Linked DNA regions of Mus musculus: region 1 is linked to region 2. The links are chromatin contacts, called in public HiChIP or PLAC-seq maps. All regions are on one chromosome and are shown on one strand. The core of a region is the stretch at or near the end of the contact, and the rest is flanking DNA. Distances in the headings are between cores, read along the strand shown. Region 1 overlaps Tgfbi (transforming growth factor, beta induced). Region 2 holds the start of Fbxl21 (F-box and leucine-rich repeat protein 21).

What was found. HiChIP or PLAC-seq counts read pairs in DNA pulled down with a chosen protein or histone mark.
Region 1: an H3K4me3 HiChIP or PLAC-seq map of intestinal villus epithelium shows a contact between it and region 2, with 5 read pairs. The contact joins the enhancer-like site here to the promoter of Fbxl21 in region 2. A contact is called at or near these places in 10 of 39 promoter capture datasets (3T3-L1-derived adipocytes, the HPC-7 cell line, cranial neural crest and 6 more), 1 of 484 Hi-C or Micro-C datasets (embryonic fibroblasts), 3 of 115 datasets of contacts at active chromatin or transcription factors (embryonic stem cells, intestinal villus epithelium and microglia) and 3 of 9 other capture datasets (adipose tissue, liver and pancreatic islet).

What each region holds. Positions count from the first base shown.
Region 1 is chr13:56,628,887-56,631,586 of GRCm38.p6, forward strand. It overlaps Tgfbi (transforming growth factor, beta induced), which reads left to right. Exons shown (of 17, transcript NM_009369.5): 8 at 732-944; 9 at 1,658-1,795; 10 at 2,344-2,489. Among named protein-coding and RNA genes, the nearest start is that of Tgfbi, 21 kb to the left of the region's middle. Within about 2 kb of position 1,390, at least 22 of the 459 cell types and tissues checked have an H3K27ac peak or open chromatin away from gene starts, as enhancers often do. A contact at or near this core is called in intestinal villus epithelium and liver, where this site is marked.
Region 2 is chr13:56,521,122-56,523,821 of GRCm38.p6, forward strand. Fbxl21 (F-box and leucine-rich repeat protein 21) reads left to right here and starts at 1,351. Exons shown (of 7, transcript NM_178674.5): 1 at 1,351-1,501; 2 at 2,389-2,482.

The DNA.
Region 1 (2,700 bases), core at 140-2,639, 110 kb after region 2:
AAGGGCTAGGAAGCTTCCTGGAAGAGGTGCAGGCAGCATCACAGCACATGTACCGGAAGTAACCAGATTAGGAAGAGGAAAGGTTTCATTTGGCTCACAGTCATAGACATGTTATTTCATAATCACCTGGCCCCACGGCTTTCAAACCTGTGGCTTTAGGGGGTGGGCACTAAATGGCCTAAAGGCCCCACACTAACTCTACCTTTTAACGTTGTCACTACTTCCCAATAGCACCACCCTGGGGTTGGGGCAAGACTTTAACATACAGCACCCAAACCATAAATGCATTGAAAGATCTTTTGTACAGAGCACAAAGATTTTTATATTCATTGATATCAGAACTCATTATGAGAGGCCTTTTGAATACCTGCTACTGCTAGGCAATGACCAGTTTGCTCACAGCAGGGGACTGCCCTCTACTGCTATAGCTACAGTCCTGAAGGAAGAGGGTTGGGGTCTATACCAACAGTTTCTCTGTTGAGAAGAGGTTTTCATTTCAGGTTGAGGAGGCTAAGTAGCTGGCCCAGGATCCCACAGCTGGTCAGCAGTTATGGGATTCAAACTTGGGCAGTCTAACCACAGTGTCACAGTGGTTTTAGTTGGTGGTAGGCAAGAGATGGGGATGTGGGCCCTGTGGTACTCTAGCAAAATTCTCAGCCATGGGCAGGCTGGGAACTAGCACCTACATCCAGCCACAGCAGGCTCTAGACCTGTATCCTCTTCTGCCACAGACCTGCTAAACAACCACATCCTGAAGTCAGCCATGTGTGCTGAGGCCATTGTAGCTGGAATGTCCATGGAGACCCTGGGGGGCACCACACTGGAGGTGGGCTGCAGTGGGGACAAGCTCACCATCAACGGGAAGGCTGTCATCTCCAACAAAGACATCCTGGCCACCAACGGTGTCATTCATTTCATTGATGAGCTGCTTATCCCAGATTCAGGTAAGTAGGCCTCCGGGGTGGGAGTGAGGGGCTCTATCCTTCCCAGTTTCCTGTCCCTTCTGGAATCCTGGTGACAGAGACAGGCATAATCAGCAGTCTTTTGGGCCACTTCTTGCCCTTGGGGCAGCACACAGCCCTGTACCTTCTGTGAACCTGAAGTTCTGTAGGAAATAAGAAATCTTATGCTTCCAGTATGGAGTCTAGGCACAGGACACTGTCTTGAGGTAACCAGAAGACACCATCTTAGAACCCTTTCTGGTCTTGCATGCTGTGGTTAGGCACAAAGGGCCATCACTAATGTCACAGCATTTGCTTTCCTTAGGCCATCCGAGGCCACCGACCCAGGAAAGATGATGGGATGGACTTTGGTTTCTAGTCAACCTGAGCATAGAACTCTCCCAGGAAAGAGCGATCTCTTCCTGTGGGAGTATCTTCTGAAACAGTGGCACAGGTCATGTTGGCTCCTCTCCAGAGTCAAACAGGTCCTGGCCAAGCCAATCTGGGACCTGGGGAGAGTGCTGTCAACTGCCAAGTGACTGTCACCTACCTCCCTGCAGATTAGGTTTTCTGATGACAGGGACATGCTTGGCTCCTTTGTGTTTAGAAGGCTGGTGACTAACAAGATGAAGTTCGTGCAGATGTCTGTCCCACTCTGGACCGTGACATAGTCACACCTCCCGTTACCTTTTGGGCTCCATTTCTTCTTCCTGTAGCCAAGACACTGCTTGAGCTGGCTGGGGAATCTGACGTCTCCACTGCCATTGACATCCTCAAACAAGCTGGCCTCGATACTCATCTCTCTGGGAAAGAACAGTTGACCTTCCTGGCCCCCCTGAATTCTGTGTTCAAAGGTAATGTGGGGAAAAGCACCCTGCTGTTCTGTTGTCTCTGGGACAGCTGCCCCAACCCTACAGCCCTGCCCTGATTTACAACAGCCTTGGAACCTTCCGCCTACCATAGTCCAAAGCAGATGTGATTCTATCAGGAACTTTGGACTACCCGTTGTTTATCTGAACCAGCCAAGAATGTATTGGGGCGGGGGATCTTTTCCTCAGAGCTCAATACTTTGCCTCTGCCAGGAGAGTGGAGCAGCCCTCGGCTTTTGGTTTGCAGGGTCAACACTGATGTATATGGGCTGGGGTCAGCTGAGGTGCTGTTATGGGGACATGGAGAAAGTCTCCTCCTTCTGAGAGCAAAATGACAAGCATGCTCAGTAGCTGCACCTATTCTTTTCTCTAATAGTTGCTGAATGTTAAGGGGTTTTGACAGCCACCCTTACTTTCTGTCTCCATTTCCAAACCACGGAGAGATGGGCAGGCTCTCTTGCACGTGTGTCTCTCATCACACACCTTATCTCCGGAACCTGTCTCCCTGGATCTGTCCATCCCTTCACTTGCAGATGGTGTCCCTCGCATCGACGCCCAGATGAAGACTTTGCTTCTGAACCACATGGTCAAAGAACAGTTGGCCTCCAAGTATCTGTACTCTGGACAGACACTGGACACGCTGGGTGGCAAAAAGCTGCGAGTCTTTGTTTATCGAAATGTAAGTAGCTCTAGGTCCTGATTCACACCCCGTCTTTGGCATGTATTGTTTATATATATATATATATAAAATGGAGACTGCGGAGACTGCGGCACTCAAGAGCCAGGAGCTTATGTAAGAACTGGCTTTCAAAAAGAGGAAGCGGTTTCTGGAAAGTGTTCAGGATTCTGGGTGACACTTCCTTTCCTGCAGGTTGGAAACTAAGGCTCAG
Region 2 (2,700 bases), core at 101-2,600:
ATACAGCTGCTTTCTGGGGGGTGGGGTGGGGCAGGAGTTGCAAGTTTCTTGCTTTGGGTAGTGAGATGTGTAACTAGGACTCAGCGATAGTGGGTCAGAGTGGAAGTCCCAAGTCTATGCTGGTTCAAGGTGGATCTAAGCTGAAAAGCCTTCCCTGAGGAACAAGAGTGCAGAGGGGGCTCATTGAGTCTATGGATCAAAAGGAATTTCACAAAGTAGAGGCTTTGGCAAACCCAAAGGTCTAGACTGGCATATGCATCTGAATTCATAAACAATCTACAAGAGATCAAATTAGGACAAAACGGGGGGGGGGATAAAAGTCTGTCCACATCACTTGAAGGCAAATGTGGCAAGATCTGTGTCAATTGAACTCTTGAGGGAAAAGAGCTGACAGCAAGACACCACAGAAATCAATTTGTAATAAGAACTTCAAATTAATCTAAAATGTCAGGTGAGGGAGGACCATGATGGGGGAATTAGAGGAACCAAGAGGAATCTGGGGGAGACATACATCTATGGTATGTTCATTATCCTGTCTCTATGATGGTTTCAAAGGCAACAAAACCTAGGGTGTGTCCAGTATTTGTCAGTTGTACCGTGATAAAGCTGGTCATTACAAATAGAGTATGAGTGACGCTAGATGTTAACGTAGAATGCTGTGTGTGGCTTGATATTTTGAAACTTAAAAAAAAAAAAATCCATAGCTCATTGTGCATTCTTTTTGAGCTGGCAGGCTGGCAGCTCACAGGTGACCTTCTGCAGTCCTGGCCTGCAGCTCAGGACCTGAGAGGCGATCATTGCAGCTTCCAATCACGGTCCCTCAAGCATCTGCATGATGGTAGTGGGGTGTCCTTCTCAAGTTAAAACCTGGAAACTCGAACTGTTAGTTTGGGTCAAGTGGTCAGTTATTTAACTGAATATTCACTAAGCATACTGCTTATCCCTTGAGGAGCACTCACACACTGGCCCTGGGACCACCAAAGGACTTCTAGAGGCCTAGGAACCTGCATGTGCTAGGTGAGACCTCCAGCTCCAACAGAGCGGCTGGGGGCGGGGCGAGGCTACCTAGAGTCAGAGGCTCTAGAGGTGGAGCTTTTATCAGTGGGCGGGGCGCGGGCGTGCGTCAGGGTCTACCTCTCGGTGAACCCCGAACTTAAACTTAGCGTTTGGGGGCGGGGCAGAATTGACGGGGGCGGGGCATCTTTAAGAGGCAGCCACTTCCGGGGGCGAGGCTGGGGGCGGAGCGAGACTCCCGGGGGCGGGGATTCGAGAGGCTGAACACTAGCACACTGGGGCAAGGCTTCCTGGAGGGGTGTGGCGCGGGCGTGGCGCAGGCGGGGCCTGGCCTGTGATGCCCATTTAGTCTCTCACTGTCCGCGGCTTTATGCGGCGCTGGAGCCCGCCCACCTGAGAAGGTAGCTGCTGGCGTTCGTCACGCAGAGTTCTGCGCTTGACCGGCGGGCCTGCCTGGGGCTGGCTGCCCTCAGGAGCGCGTTCGGAGGTAACATTTGTGGCGCAGCACTAGGGAGCTGGCGGGGCGGGGCGAGCCGAACCGCAGGAACCCCCAGAGCTGCCTGGCCGTGGAGGCAGGAGCGAGACCTAGTCTGCTCGGAACCGAGCGTGCGGAGCCCAGCCATCCCCCCAGTCCCCGGGGGCTTTTCAGCTCTCTCACCGCTTTCAGCTAGGGTCCGGTCGACCCCAAGCCCTGTTTCTCAGGACAGTTAGGATGTAAGATAAATTGCACCGAGCAGTTTTAGGGCGGTACATTTTCAATGCCATCTGTATTCATTTTTACACTTTAAACTCTGCCCCGGGTTGGCGTCCTCTTTCTGGTCCAGTCTGGTTGCCTGGATATGGGGCAGGCTGCTCGGTGCTCATCTAGGGATGGTCTAGGTTGAGTTCTGTTCGCCTCTCTGCCATCCTCGCCTCTCAAATGGTGTTTTCAATCCAAGTGCATTTTACAAACGAGTCTTCAGATGATGCACTTAAAAATGAGATCTATCTATTCAAAAAATTGAAGTTTACTTTGTAAGTAAATATATCTTAATACCACAGAGAAGCTTGAGCTATGCCAACTTATACAGCTAATAAACCAGTACACGTAATTATGAACTACTTCAAATTTCATGATATCTCTTCATAGATATTAAGTAAAATGTGAATTTTTAGAGTGCTTTTCTGCCTGATATGTAGCCTTAGTATAGCTTCCAGTGTAACTTCTAGAGAGTGTTGTGATATTTCTACAAACTAGTTTTCATATGGGCAAAAAAACTGTTCTATTATTAATAACCTACTAATAAAATCACTTAATGTATATAACGACTTACAGATAACCTAAGCATAAAATGATTATATGCCCAAATGATGGTTTTGTGGGTTTTTTCCAAGACTGGAAGTGAAGTCAGATGGGTGTCGGTGATTACCCCATGGCAGTGTCATTTCATTGGCTCAGCAGTAACTGTAACTTGGAAGCCACCTTCAGGTAAGAAAGCCTTGAAGTGGTCCATTGCAGGGCAGTGGTGGTGCATGCCTTTAATCCCAGCACTCGGGAGGCAGAGGCAGGCAGATTTCTGAGTTAGAGGCCAACCTGGTCTACAGAGTGAGTTCCAGGCCAGCCAGGGCTACACAGAGAAACCCTGTCTCAAAGAACCAAAAACAAACAAACAAGAAGCGATCCATTTCCTTAACATGAAAAGAAAT